Regions from separate parts of the Mus musculus genome. Here regions 1 and 3 are each linked to region 2. A link is a contact called in public promoter capture Hi-C data. All regions are on one chromosome and are shown on one strand. Each heading gives the region's core, a stretch centred on a gene start, on an enhancer-like site or on the middle of the called end of the contact. The rest is flanking DNA. Distances are from core to core; before and after follow the strand shown. Region 1 holds the start of Spdl1 (spindle apparatus coiled-coil protein 1). Region 2 holds the start of Mat2b (methionine adenosyltransferase II, beta). Region 3 holds the start of Mgat1 (mannoside acetylglucosaminyltransferase 1).

The links. Promoter capture Hi-C pulls out the DNA fragments that hold promoters and counts their contacts.
Region 1: a promoter capture Hi-C map of pre-B cells shows a contact between it and region 2. The contact joins the promoter of Spdl1 here to the promoter of Mat2b in region 2. A contact is called at or near these places in 1 of 39 promoter capture datasets (pre-B cells) and 1 of 484 Hi-C or Micro-C datasets (large pre-B cells).
Region 3: a promoter capture Hi-C map of pre-B cells shows a contact between it and region 2. The contact joins the promoter of Mgat1 here to the promoter of Mat2b in region 2. A contact is called at or near these places in 3 of 39 promoter capture datasets (cranial neural crest, liver and pre-B cells) and 2 of 484 Hi-C or Micro-C datasets (adipose-derived mesenchymal stem cells and uterus).

The regions. Positions count from the first base shown.
Region 1 is chr11:34,831,397-34,835,162 of GRCm38.p6, reverse strand. Spdl1 (spindle apparatus coiled-coil protein 1) reads left to right here and starts at 1,522. Exons shown (of 12, transcript NM_027411.2): 1 at 1,522-1,675.
Region 2 is chr11:40,690,675-40,694,113 of GRCm38.p6, reverse strand. It overlaps Mat2b (methionine adenosyltransferase II, beta), which reads left to right and starts at 1,432. Exons shown (of 7, transcript NM_134017.2): 1 at 1,432-1,636. The coding sequence starts at 1,574.
Region 3 is chr11:49,248,484-49,252,258 of GRCm38.p6, reverse strand. It overlaps Mgat1 (mannoside acetylglucosaminyltransferase 1), which reads right to left and starts at 1,707. Exons shown (of 3, transcript NM_001110150.1): 1 at 1,604-1,707; 2 at 585-709.

The DNA.
Region 1 (3,766 bases), core at 273-2,772, 5.9 Mb after region 2:
ATATTAAATATATGTAAATAATATACTGTGTTGTGAGCAACTCCCTGATAGTACGTTTAATCACACATCCTTCCAAGGTCTATGTCACTGCACCTGAGAGATAGTATGTGATTTAATATGTTCTCTCTGAATCAAAGAACAAAACAAGGAATTCATAAAGATTTTAGTTACAGGTATTAACTAGTCATGACTGGCCAACGATAGAGGTTATCTTCCTGACTCCTGAGTTGAAGAATCTGAGAATGATAGAAGAAATGGAATTTGCTTCATTTAATGAAGAACTCAGTGGTGATTATATCTGCTTGATGGATCATTGTTGTTTATCTTAAAACAGTTCAGTCCTTTAAAGTCTGGTCTAGCTCCATCAGAAATAACGGTCTACAAATGAAAATGAAGTGAGAAAGTCAAAGGGTGTGGAGCATCAAGATATTAAAACTCAATGGAGGCAATGCAGGAAAGGGGAAAAATAAACACTGACTACTGGACACTGAAGGTAAAAAATCACTGGGGTACAGTGCAGGATTGGCCTCATGATAAAACAAACAAAAACAAAAAGAAACGCTGGTGATCTTGTCAAGAGACAATTTACTGTACAATATAACAAACTAATCCCAGCACTCCCGAGGCAGAGGCTGGAGGATCTCTGTGAGTTCATCGCTTGTCCGGTCTGCAGGGAGAGTTCCAAGACAGTCAGGGCTACATAGAGACCCTGTCTCAAAAAGCTAAATAATAACGATGATGATGAAACTGAATAGTGAAAACCTTCTCAGACGTTTTGTTATATAAAGAAAAACAAAACGGGAATGTTACTGACTGGAGTTTCCGATTCACTTTTGGAATGTGTCACTTCGGCACCTTCATCTACAGAGGGCAAAGATTCAACACAGTAAACCACGATAAAAGACATAGAGCCAAGCCCATAGATAAAAAAGATATGATGCCAGGTGCCAGTTACTAGAGCTCTCCAGATTTCCCATTGCTTAAAAGTGTAAAGAATAAGCAAGTTTACAAGGAATTTCTATTTAGACACGCATGCCCTCGAGCTGTACTGCAAAACCAGCTGGGTTCGTCTCAATAGCAGTCCTATTGCGGTGATTTTGAATTACTTAGGTTTTCTTTGGAGGAGACTTTAATTTCCTCTGCGCAAAGTGCAAGGGCTGGCAGGGTGGTTCGCAGTCCTAACTGGGGCGAGCCCAGTGGAAGGTGGCACTGTGCTGGCCCTGGTGAGACTCAACGCCTTAGCTCCTAAAGGCGACTGCAGGCGGGCCAGCGAGGGGCTGACAATACCTTCCGACCCGGCGACACTGGCGTTGGTAAAGACGACAACAAATAAATAAACCAGAGAAACACACTTCACTAAAAGCAGACACTTCTAAGAAAACGAAGCAGCAGGAACGCCCAAAAGCCCAAGTCGCGGAGCATGCACATGCGCAGTCTCTGCAAGGCGCCCCACTCGTTTGCCCCGGAGGCGCGGATTGGACAAGACATCTCGTGAGAAACGTGAGTTCTCGCGGGAACCGTATTCAAAAATCCCCGGCGCTTACTTAGCAGTGCTGCTGCCGAGTGAAGAGGGAGTTATTTCTGTGCTGAGGTGGAGTTAGTGTCACGAATCTGGGAGTCCAGTGCTCTCCGGACAGGCCTCCGGTTGCAGCAGCCAGGAAGCGTGAGGAGAGAGGTAAGGGCGAGCGTCGGGAAGGGTGAACCGGGAGGAGGTGGGAGGAACGCCTGTTCTCAGGAACCTGAGTTCTCTGGAGCCGCCTTCCGGGTCGGTGTAGTCTTCGGTCGGACCGCTTCGCTGCGGGTTTGACTGCAGAAGGATAAATACGGTGCTGGGTGGTCTGGGACCTCCGAGTCTTGAATTCTCCAGTACCCTTAGCCAGTGGTGCAGTCTGAATTAACTTACAATTATGTAGCAGACACACAGGACGGAGTCTCATTGTAACATCTCATTCGCTTATGTTTTACTTATTTACTTTTTTTGTTGTTTTTCTTTTATTCACATTATATCCCAATCGCAGCCCCCTCCCCACTTTCCTCCCAGTCCCGCCCCCCAATCCCTATCCCCACTACTACCCCTCCCTCTTTTCTCAGAGAAGGGGAGTCGTGTCCCCCCCCCCCCCCAGTACCACCTCATCCTGGGACATCAAATCCCAGCGGAGTTAAATAAGCATGTTCCAACCAGGCGGTCCAGGTAGGGTAAGGGGTACAATGGCAGGCAGCAGAGTCAGAGACAGCCCTGCTTCAATTGTTAGGGGACCTGCAGGAAGACCAAGCTGCATATCTGCTACACATACGTAGGGGGCCTAGGTCCAGCCCCTGCATCCTCCTTAGTTGGTGGTTCAGCCTCAGTGAGCCCCCATGGGTCCAGGTTGATTGACTTGCATGTCTTCCTGTGGTGGCCTTGACCCCTTCAGCTTGCTCAATTCTATCCCCTACTCTTCCTCACGAGACTCCCAGAGCCCTGCCTGATGCCTGATGGGCCTTTGCTTCTGCTTCCATCTGCTGCTGGGTTAAGCCTCTCAAGACACAGTTATGTTAGGGCTGCAAACATAGCACGGGGTCGTTAATAGTGTCAGGGGTTGGCTCTCTCTCATGGGATGGGTTTCAAGTTGTGCCATTCAGTGGTTCTGCTCCATCTTTATCCCTGAGCCTCCTATAGGCAGGAGAACTTTGGGCTTGAAAGTTTTGCTTGGGTTTGTTTATTTATCTATTCAATGATTACAGATTGCAGTGGTAACATTTTGGATGTTTGGGTTAAATGTTTTCACTTGTACTTATTTGTGAAAATGTAACTACCCCCACCCCCCAAAAAAAAGTTTAAAATCCGTTTGGCTGGCATGGTATTTCTGTTGATGCCTAGTAAGAATTCATGTGTTCTTAATCTAGTTAGATGCCTTTTACTCTTTTTGTTTTTGTTTTTGTTTTGTTTTGTTTGTTTTTCGAGACAAGGTTTTTCTGAATAGCCCTGGCTGTCCTGGAACTCACTTTGTAGACCAGGCTGGCCTCGAACTCAGATATCTGCCTGCCTCTGCCTCCCGAGTGCTGGGATTAAAGGTGTGTGCCACCACCTCCCGGCTTTTTTGTTTTTGTTTGTTTGTTTGTTTCCTTTTACTCTTTTTATCTTATAGAATCTCTAAGATAGATGAAGCAAGATGCTCACAAAACTTTTTCACATTGATGTAGCCAGTTGGATGTGGAAGTGAGCTTTGAGCTCAGATAGCTAGCTCATCCACAGAACTTGCTGACACTTAAATGCCTTATACGGGTTGGGTTTTTGAGAAGTTGTGGTGAAAAGTGATTAGCACACTAGGCTTTGGAGCTCCACTTTGATTTTTATGTCATTTAGCCACATCTGTGTATCGCCTACTATTTTCTCTCAAACCTATCCTATTTTGTTTTGTTTTGTTTTGATTTTCTGAGACAGGGTTTCTCTGTGTAGTCCTGTCTGTCCTGGAACTCACTCTGTAGACCAGGCTGGCCTTGAACTCAGAAATCCACCTGCCTCTGCCTCCCAAGTGCTGGGATTAAAGGCGTGCACCACCACTGCCTGGCTCTCAAACCTATCCTAACCAGGCTTTTGCCTCACTTCTCCACCTTGGGCCAGTGACCTGCAGTTTCCAGTTTCTCATCTAATTTGCCTTAGTATCATTTGCCGTGATGGTTTCTTTCCACCTCCTGGAGGAATTTTGTCTTTTTGGCTCCCAGAAACATTACATGCTTTCCACTTACTTCCTGAGTAGTACCTGAGGATACTTCCGGTCTTTCC
Region 2 (3,439 bases), core at 183-2,682:
TCTAATTATTATTATAATTTAGTGTTGGGATAGCTAGCCCTTTTAATAACCATAAGACCCGGATTATAAAAAAAAAATTCGAAAAGTAGGGAGCCTTAGGCTGCCTTTGTTTGCTCTTCCAAAGAGTGAGGGAATAAATTCTTTAGTGGGGGGGGGTGGGGTGGGGGGGTGGGAGAAAAACTATCACCTGACTGAGGAAAACTTTTCCCAAGGGGCAGCTTAATCCTTAGTCTAAAAATAAACCAAAAGGATTCTGAAAATGAGGCCTTTGGGGGTAATTCAGGCAGTGGTCACGTTTTGGGGCGAGTTTTGAAATCCCTTATCGTGGGTGTCTGGATGGGAATAGATTGTTGGGTAGAGAGTGGGCGGAGAAAAAGTGTGCCCGGGCTTTTTTTCAGGGTAAATTTCACTGGCTTGCCTGTTGCTGTGCTTCGGAGCTTGTAACCTGCAGGTTACAGTTGAGAGCTGAGTCAGACCCTGCGAGCTGTTGTTTCTGATTAACTTTTGAACAACCACACAGGGCTGGAAGGAGCGCCTGGCATTCCGCCCTTCCTTGGCTCCCTCATTTTAAGTCTTAGCAGCTCCTCCTTGGCTTGGCTCCAGCAGCCCCGGGCGTCGTCGTCCCCTAAGTGAAGCCTCCAAAGGGCAGCCAGGACGCCTGTTAAATCTACTTAAAAGTTGACTGGGCTTGTTAGCACAGTTGAGTTTCTCCTGTGGTTCTGCGGGGGGGGAAATACGAAGAACCTGCCTTTTAGAAAGTAACATTCTCTCCCACACCTTTTTATTTTTAATTAGCTAAAAATAAACAGTTTTCAAACTTCACAGCATTTTTTTTTTAGCATTCCAGAAAAACATAGCTTTCAGGGATGTTAATGACTCTGAGCACAGTCCTATTTTTATTCTTTCTTCTTGCCTTAAAGGACGAACCGCACCTTGCCTAGGTTGGTTGTTCACTCCTGTAACCCTTTGATGCCTTTGGACAAGGAAACTAGAGAGGATCAGAAATTGCAGGTCTTTCTCTGAGCCCAAGGCCAGCCTGAGGTTCGGACTGCCTAAAACCAACTCAGTCCAGCCTTAGCTCTGTGTTCACGGGACAACCCTTACCTTCTTGCCTCCTAACTTTACAGATGTTTTAGTCTATTTTCTATAATACATGCTTGGTTGACTCCTAGGCATTTCGCAGTCTGCAAACCTAGGCGAATCGATTCCTTACCCTTCACTAAGAAGGAATAAGTAGGAGAGATTTTAAAAAAACAAACAAAAAAGCCAACACTCTTAAACCCAAGGAAGCCTGCATCCATCGCTTGGCACCAGTGCCTGCGTTCTAACGCTCTATCTCCTTAAGAACTGGCACATGGGCTGACAGCGTCCCTTGAGGTTCCGCCCCTTTTTGAACGCGTGGCGAGAGGCGGCCAATCAACAGGCGCGGCCAGGGCGGCGGAAGCCGGAAGCGGCAGCCGGGGTCGGCCTGGGCCTAGGGGAGGAGGGCCAAGGGCGCGGGCGCTGCGGCCCCTGGCAGTGCTGCGCTAGTGGAGCTTGCGGTCGCGACTGAAGCGGCGCAAAGACTGCGGGCATGGTGGGCCGGGAGAAGGAGCTCTCCATCCACTTCGTCCCCGGCTGCTGCCAGCTGGTGGAGGTGAGCTTCGGGGCATGGAGCCGGGGTGGCGCCTTTGAGTTTGTTTACCTCTCTCCCTGTAGGGCTGCGCTCACGCCCGCTGCAGCCCGGGGAGCGCGGAGGTGGAGACTCCCGGTGCCTCCCGCCGCCTCCCGCGGGCTGGCTCCCGTTTCAGTAGTCATCATCTTTGTTTTGTGTTCCTGGATCTTTAAGGACAGGGGGAGAGTGACTTTCCATAAATGGCGGTGTCGGCGGGGTCAACTTGGTGAATTCATAGTTTGCACGGGGCGGGTTCCTTGAGGCACTTTTAAGGCTGTCAGGATTTCCGACTGTGCGGTGCTGTGAACGCTCAGGCTCCCTGGTAGGCAGACGGGCACCGCCTCGAGTTTATTCAGGAAGGTTTGAGCAGGAATTCCAGTGTTGGGCTTTTAGCTTCTACGTTTTCTGAACCGCTGTATTTTGCGTGGTGGAAGACTGCTGAAAGAAATTGCATGTCTGGTAAACTTCCCCCAGCATGTTTCCAAGTCTGGTCCACGGTCCCGTGTTTCAAGCCCGTTAAGTACTTACTGACCTACAGAATGTATCCAGCACAGTCGATGAACTAATGTGTCTTGCTGATATAAAAACGCCTAGGATGTGGCCAGTTTTTTTTTTTTTTTTAATGCAAACTTTTAATTTGGGGGAGGGTCCTGTGCTTGCTAGAGTTACTAGAGATAAGGGAGTCCCTATTGAGATGAGGGATTCTTGTTAAGAGTATACCGCCATAAGATTAGGCTATTATTAGGTGAACCTGTAGCGCCTTTTCTTAATTGGCGATTGACTTGGGAGGACGGAGCCCCTGGGCTGTTATAGTCCTGAGTTGTTTAGGAAAGCTGGCTGAGGAATTAAGCAGTTTTCACAAGGCCTGTGTGAGCTCCTGCCTCCAGGGTCTTGTCCTAACTTCCTTCAGGGGCGAACAGTGATGTGGAAATGGTAAGCTAAGTACCTCCTGCCAAACAATGCTTTGATGTTTTCACACAGCAATAGAAACCCAAACTAGAACTCAGTATGTGTTGTCCAGGCTGGCCTTGGACTCAGATGCTTCTGCCTCGAGGAGTGCTGGGATTGAAGATCTGAGCCACCACAACCAGTTGATAATGGGAAATTTTTACATTTGCGTGATGCACATTCAATATTATCTCCAAATGGCTGGGCCTTAGCCAAAGTTCGAATGTATTTGCAGTTCCAGACTGGTGACGGCATGTGACCAAAGGTGTGTGCGTATGAGCATGTATTCGTGTAGGCTTAATGCATTTCCCCAGTTCAGTAAAAGAAAAGTAGAGAGTGGTAAACTGAGTGTGCTAACTCATGTCTGTAATCTCAGTACTCAGGAAGTTTGTAGTGGTGAGGAGATGTGATTGCTTTTTAGGGTGGTTTTTTGTTTGTTTGTTTGTTTTTTCTTTCTGTTGTTGCATTTGTTTGTTTGTTTTAAACAGTCTCACTGTGTATTCATGGCTGTCCTCAAATCCCCGGAGATCTGCGTGGCTCCACCTCCAGTGGGCTGGGATTGATGATGCCACCACACCCAGCAACCTTTTTCATTAAAAAAAAAAATGGTACAGTAGCTGAGCGTGGCGGCTTATACTTCAGTCCCATCACTCTAAAAGCTGAGGCAGGAATGATTATCAGGCAAGCCAAGGTTACATAGTGAGACCCTGTTTCATAAAAGCAGATAACAGGCAGAAGGTGCAGACAGCTGGAATCTGCATGCTGGTGTTGCTCTCTCAACCTGTGCAACTGACATTCACTCTTGTTGCCAGCTGAGACTTGGCATAGTTAATGTTA
Region 3 (3,775 bases), core at 458-2,957, 8.6 Mb before region 2:
AGGCTCCTTTCTAAGACGGTGCACATAGTGCAAGCTTGCCTACTACACCTGATGCTCCTCCTGCCTCAGCCTGCAGAGTTCTGATATTACAAGCGTGCACTAGCACATCTAGCTTCTAACACTCTGGATTCCATGCTTGCCCCTCTCTGTCAGAGGCTGTTTCTTAGGCAACAAGCAAACAGCAAATAGTCAACTTCCAGCCAGGAGCAGTAGAGCAACCATTACTCTAGCCTTACAACTAAGTCTCGAAATGGAAGAACCGTTGATGAACTGTCCCTCCTGTTTCTGCTTTGCCAGTATGATAGCAAGCACAGCTTAAACAAGTACAGAGCACATAGTGTCCATCACAGATAACGGCTCTCTAAGTGAATTACTTTCTTGTTAGACTCTGTATGATGTACCAGGCTCCATAATTTCAGAGGGGAAGAAGAACTGAAAAGAAGTCCGAGTAGATATGCTAAATAATTCAAGAGTATAGAGGGTAAGACCTAGGAGGGATACAGGCTATTCACCTGGGAACAGGTCAAAGGGAAACACAATGCTGCTATAGCCTGGCACCAGACAGACAGCCCTGAAGCCGTTACCTGAAGAACCACTGCCTCAGTTCCTCTTCTGTAAACAGACAACCGACTTTTGTCTTCTCCACCGCCCTTGATGTCTGGATTAGAATGGCAATACCTTGACGTCCGAAGCAGAAAGTGAGTTTAACCTGTTGCAATGACATGGAGTTTGAACACACTGTAATACAGCCTTCTGAGAAACAGAAGTGGGATGTAATGTTGCCATTACTGGTGATCTCCATGCTAAAAAGTCAAGGACTAGTGACTGGAAACGGGAAGACCCCAGAATCAAGGACGCTCTAGTCTAAATAGTACTAATGACAGGCAATCAAGCTGGCCAGCAATATTCTCAAGCACGAGAGCCTTACAGTAGCCAAGGTTAAAGAAAAAGAAGCTTCACCAGAAGGCCACTCTTCCATGGAGACTCGAATGGGTGGGCCACAGTCCCTCTGAACCACATTTTGAACAATGGGGGGGCTCTGCACCTCTTGGGAGCCCCCTGTTCCAAACATACTAGAAAGGAGGCTAGGAAAAAAAGTTTTCTTGCCAAATCACATATTTCAACATTGAGTCAAATTTTCCTTGTGGCTGAGCAAAAGCCAGCCCTAGTAACTTATGAAGCCTGGACGCTGGGGTGAGGCTTGCATAAAGTCCACTTTCCACTCCAGTCTCCCACTTCTTCAGGGCGACCCCATCTCTCCCCTGCCCTGCCCTGCCCTGCCCCGCACCCAAGGTGCCCTCCTGCCGAGTTTCACAACAGCTCCTCCTGGAGAAGCCACCCTCCCTCTAGCAGCTGAAGGCCAGGAATCCTGTAGCTGTGCGTTAAGTTCCCACTTCCCCGCGTGGGGGAGACTGCGCGCTGCGCGGCCCCGGGCGGGCCCGCCACTCTCACCGCCCTGGCTTTGGAGCACACTCGGGACTCAGACCCGACTCCCCTGGCTGCGCGGCCTCTCTCCTCCGGGGTCCTTGTCCTCCTGGGACAAGCCCCAGGACTGAGGACGCTGGCGTCCCCCGGCCCAGCTCACCGGATCCTCTCAACTCACCCCGCCTGGAACCAGGCTCGCCCCGGACCGGCAACACCCAGCGCTGGAGCGGCCTCGTCCGGTCTGGTTGGCCTTCCTGCTAGCCGGCAATGTGGTCCTTCCCCGGGAGGGCGGGGCGGCGCTCCCCAGCCCCTAGGCCCCTCTGTTGGTCCCCGCCCTGCCACGGGCGAGTCCGCGCTGGCCCCTCCTTCCAGGGCCTTCCTCTACTGCTGACTTCCTGATCACCGGTCAAGATCTAAACAACGGGTCTTCCCAAGTCCCCCAACTTCGAAAGGCAGTGGTAGCAGAGATGTTTGTTTGAGGCCCTTTCCCTCTCAGTTGCAGCTCCTGTGTAGATGCCAACCCCACTCACACCCTGAGCCTTGTCCAGTAAAGACTTTTCCCAAGAGTGTCCCTTGTCCAGCCCAGTGAATCTAGAGATTCACCGACTTTGAGGGGTGCAGCACTTGGTGGTGTTAGAAGCGTTTCCTCAGCAAGAAGAGCGTTCACCAACCTCAATTCTAAGAACCTGGGAACCATTCCTCTATGCGAGGGAAGTTGCAGACTATTAGTTGAAAAAAAAAAACAGCAAGAGAGGGGTGAGGGTGTGCAAGCAACAAGTATTCGGTTTCAAAAGGGAAGATAGGGAGGAAACACCTGCTGCCCAAGGTGGGTAAGAGCCAGCCTGCCGCCGTTTCAGTTCTGTCTTGTGTGTGTGTGTGTGTGTGTGTGTGTGTGTGTGTGTGTGCCCCTTTATGGGCGGGGAAACCAAAGTCAGGCCTGTACACTGAACCTAAGTCCTGAGGAAGGAAAGAATCAATCACAGGCTTTTGGAGTAACCCTAAAAATGAATGGGAGGGGGAAGGAAACCCCTGGATCTGTATTCCTTGGTATTTTTTTAAAGCAAAAGAAACATGGGAGGGGCAGGGAGACTCATCAGGACCCAACTGAACAGAGTACTTGGTAAGTACCTCAATCAGAGCCTCAAGCAGCCTGAGTGGGGGAGGAAAGATGACAACCAGGAGTTTCAGGGTCTGATTTAGATGTCAGCAGTGGCCCCGGAGCACAAACTATTTCTGAGATCTGAGCCGTGCATTATTAGCAACTCACAGTAAGCCACATCTCACTGACAGGACCATTTTGGAATCAGAGATGTCTGGGAATCCCTACTGTCCACTCACCATGGTACCACAGCCCCCACTGGCTCCCACATCCTGCTGTGCCTGGCCCTCTGCATAAGCCTTGGCTCCAACCACCCTTGGATCTTTCACCCATGAGGGGAGCAGAGGCACTGCCAGTTGATTACTAGATATACTCAACCTCAGACAGACCCTCCTACCTACAGACTTCATCACTACTGTTCCAGAGTCCCCAAGGTAACCGGGACTTTTAGGTCTGTGCTTACTGAGTGTTACTCACTAACTTGTTCGTACCAGACACCAGGAATTATGCAGAAAGTGGGAGTACCTTAAGGGCCCTTGTGGGCAGGTGAGGAAGTAAAACAAAGTTGTCAGGAGACACTAGGAAGCTGCCCTTCCGTCCAAGCCTGTTTTCTTGGCCTCTCTGTACACTCTCCCGCATCTCTGCAGAGCTCAGCAGAGAGAAGTCTGAGGCTTTGGGTGTATGGAAGCTGTTAAGTCAGAAGTCATAGCCAGATTTTAGATTTAGGCATTTCAGCTTCCAAACCTGGTACCCTGGTGAGCCCTTGAGAAGGACTGCTGAGATGGCTTTGTGCCCATGTGACAGGACACAGTGGGGCAGCGGAGAAGCTTCACAGTAGCAGCTGGAATTCTGCCCTCACGTAGAGGAAAGGGCTGACGCATGAGGGAGGGAGGAGGACTGTGTGTGGGTGTGGTGTGTGTATGCCCACTATTTCCAGTTTAGCTGACTGCACAGACTGTGACAGGAAAGTCAAGCCCATGCATGTGCCAAGAGAATGCCAATGTTTATATACTTTAGGCCTCTTTCTACTTCCCATAAAAAGGAATTAGGGACTTATAGCCTTCACACTCAGTGCCAAAGTGTGAGAAAAAAATGACCAAGTTCCCTGGATGTGTAAAAAGTTGGGAAACTGGTCTGAAGATATCCAAAATATAAGGAGCACAAATCACCATCCTGGATAAAATCCATACATAGTAGGTCCTGAAGATGGTGAAGACGAGGCAGCCCAGGCCATGTCAGAGTGACTTTCCT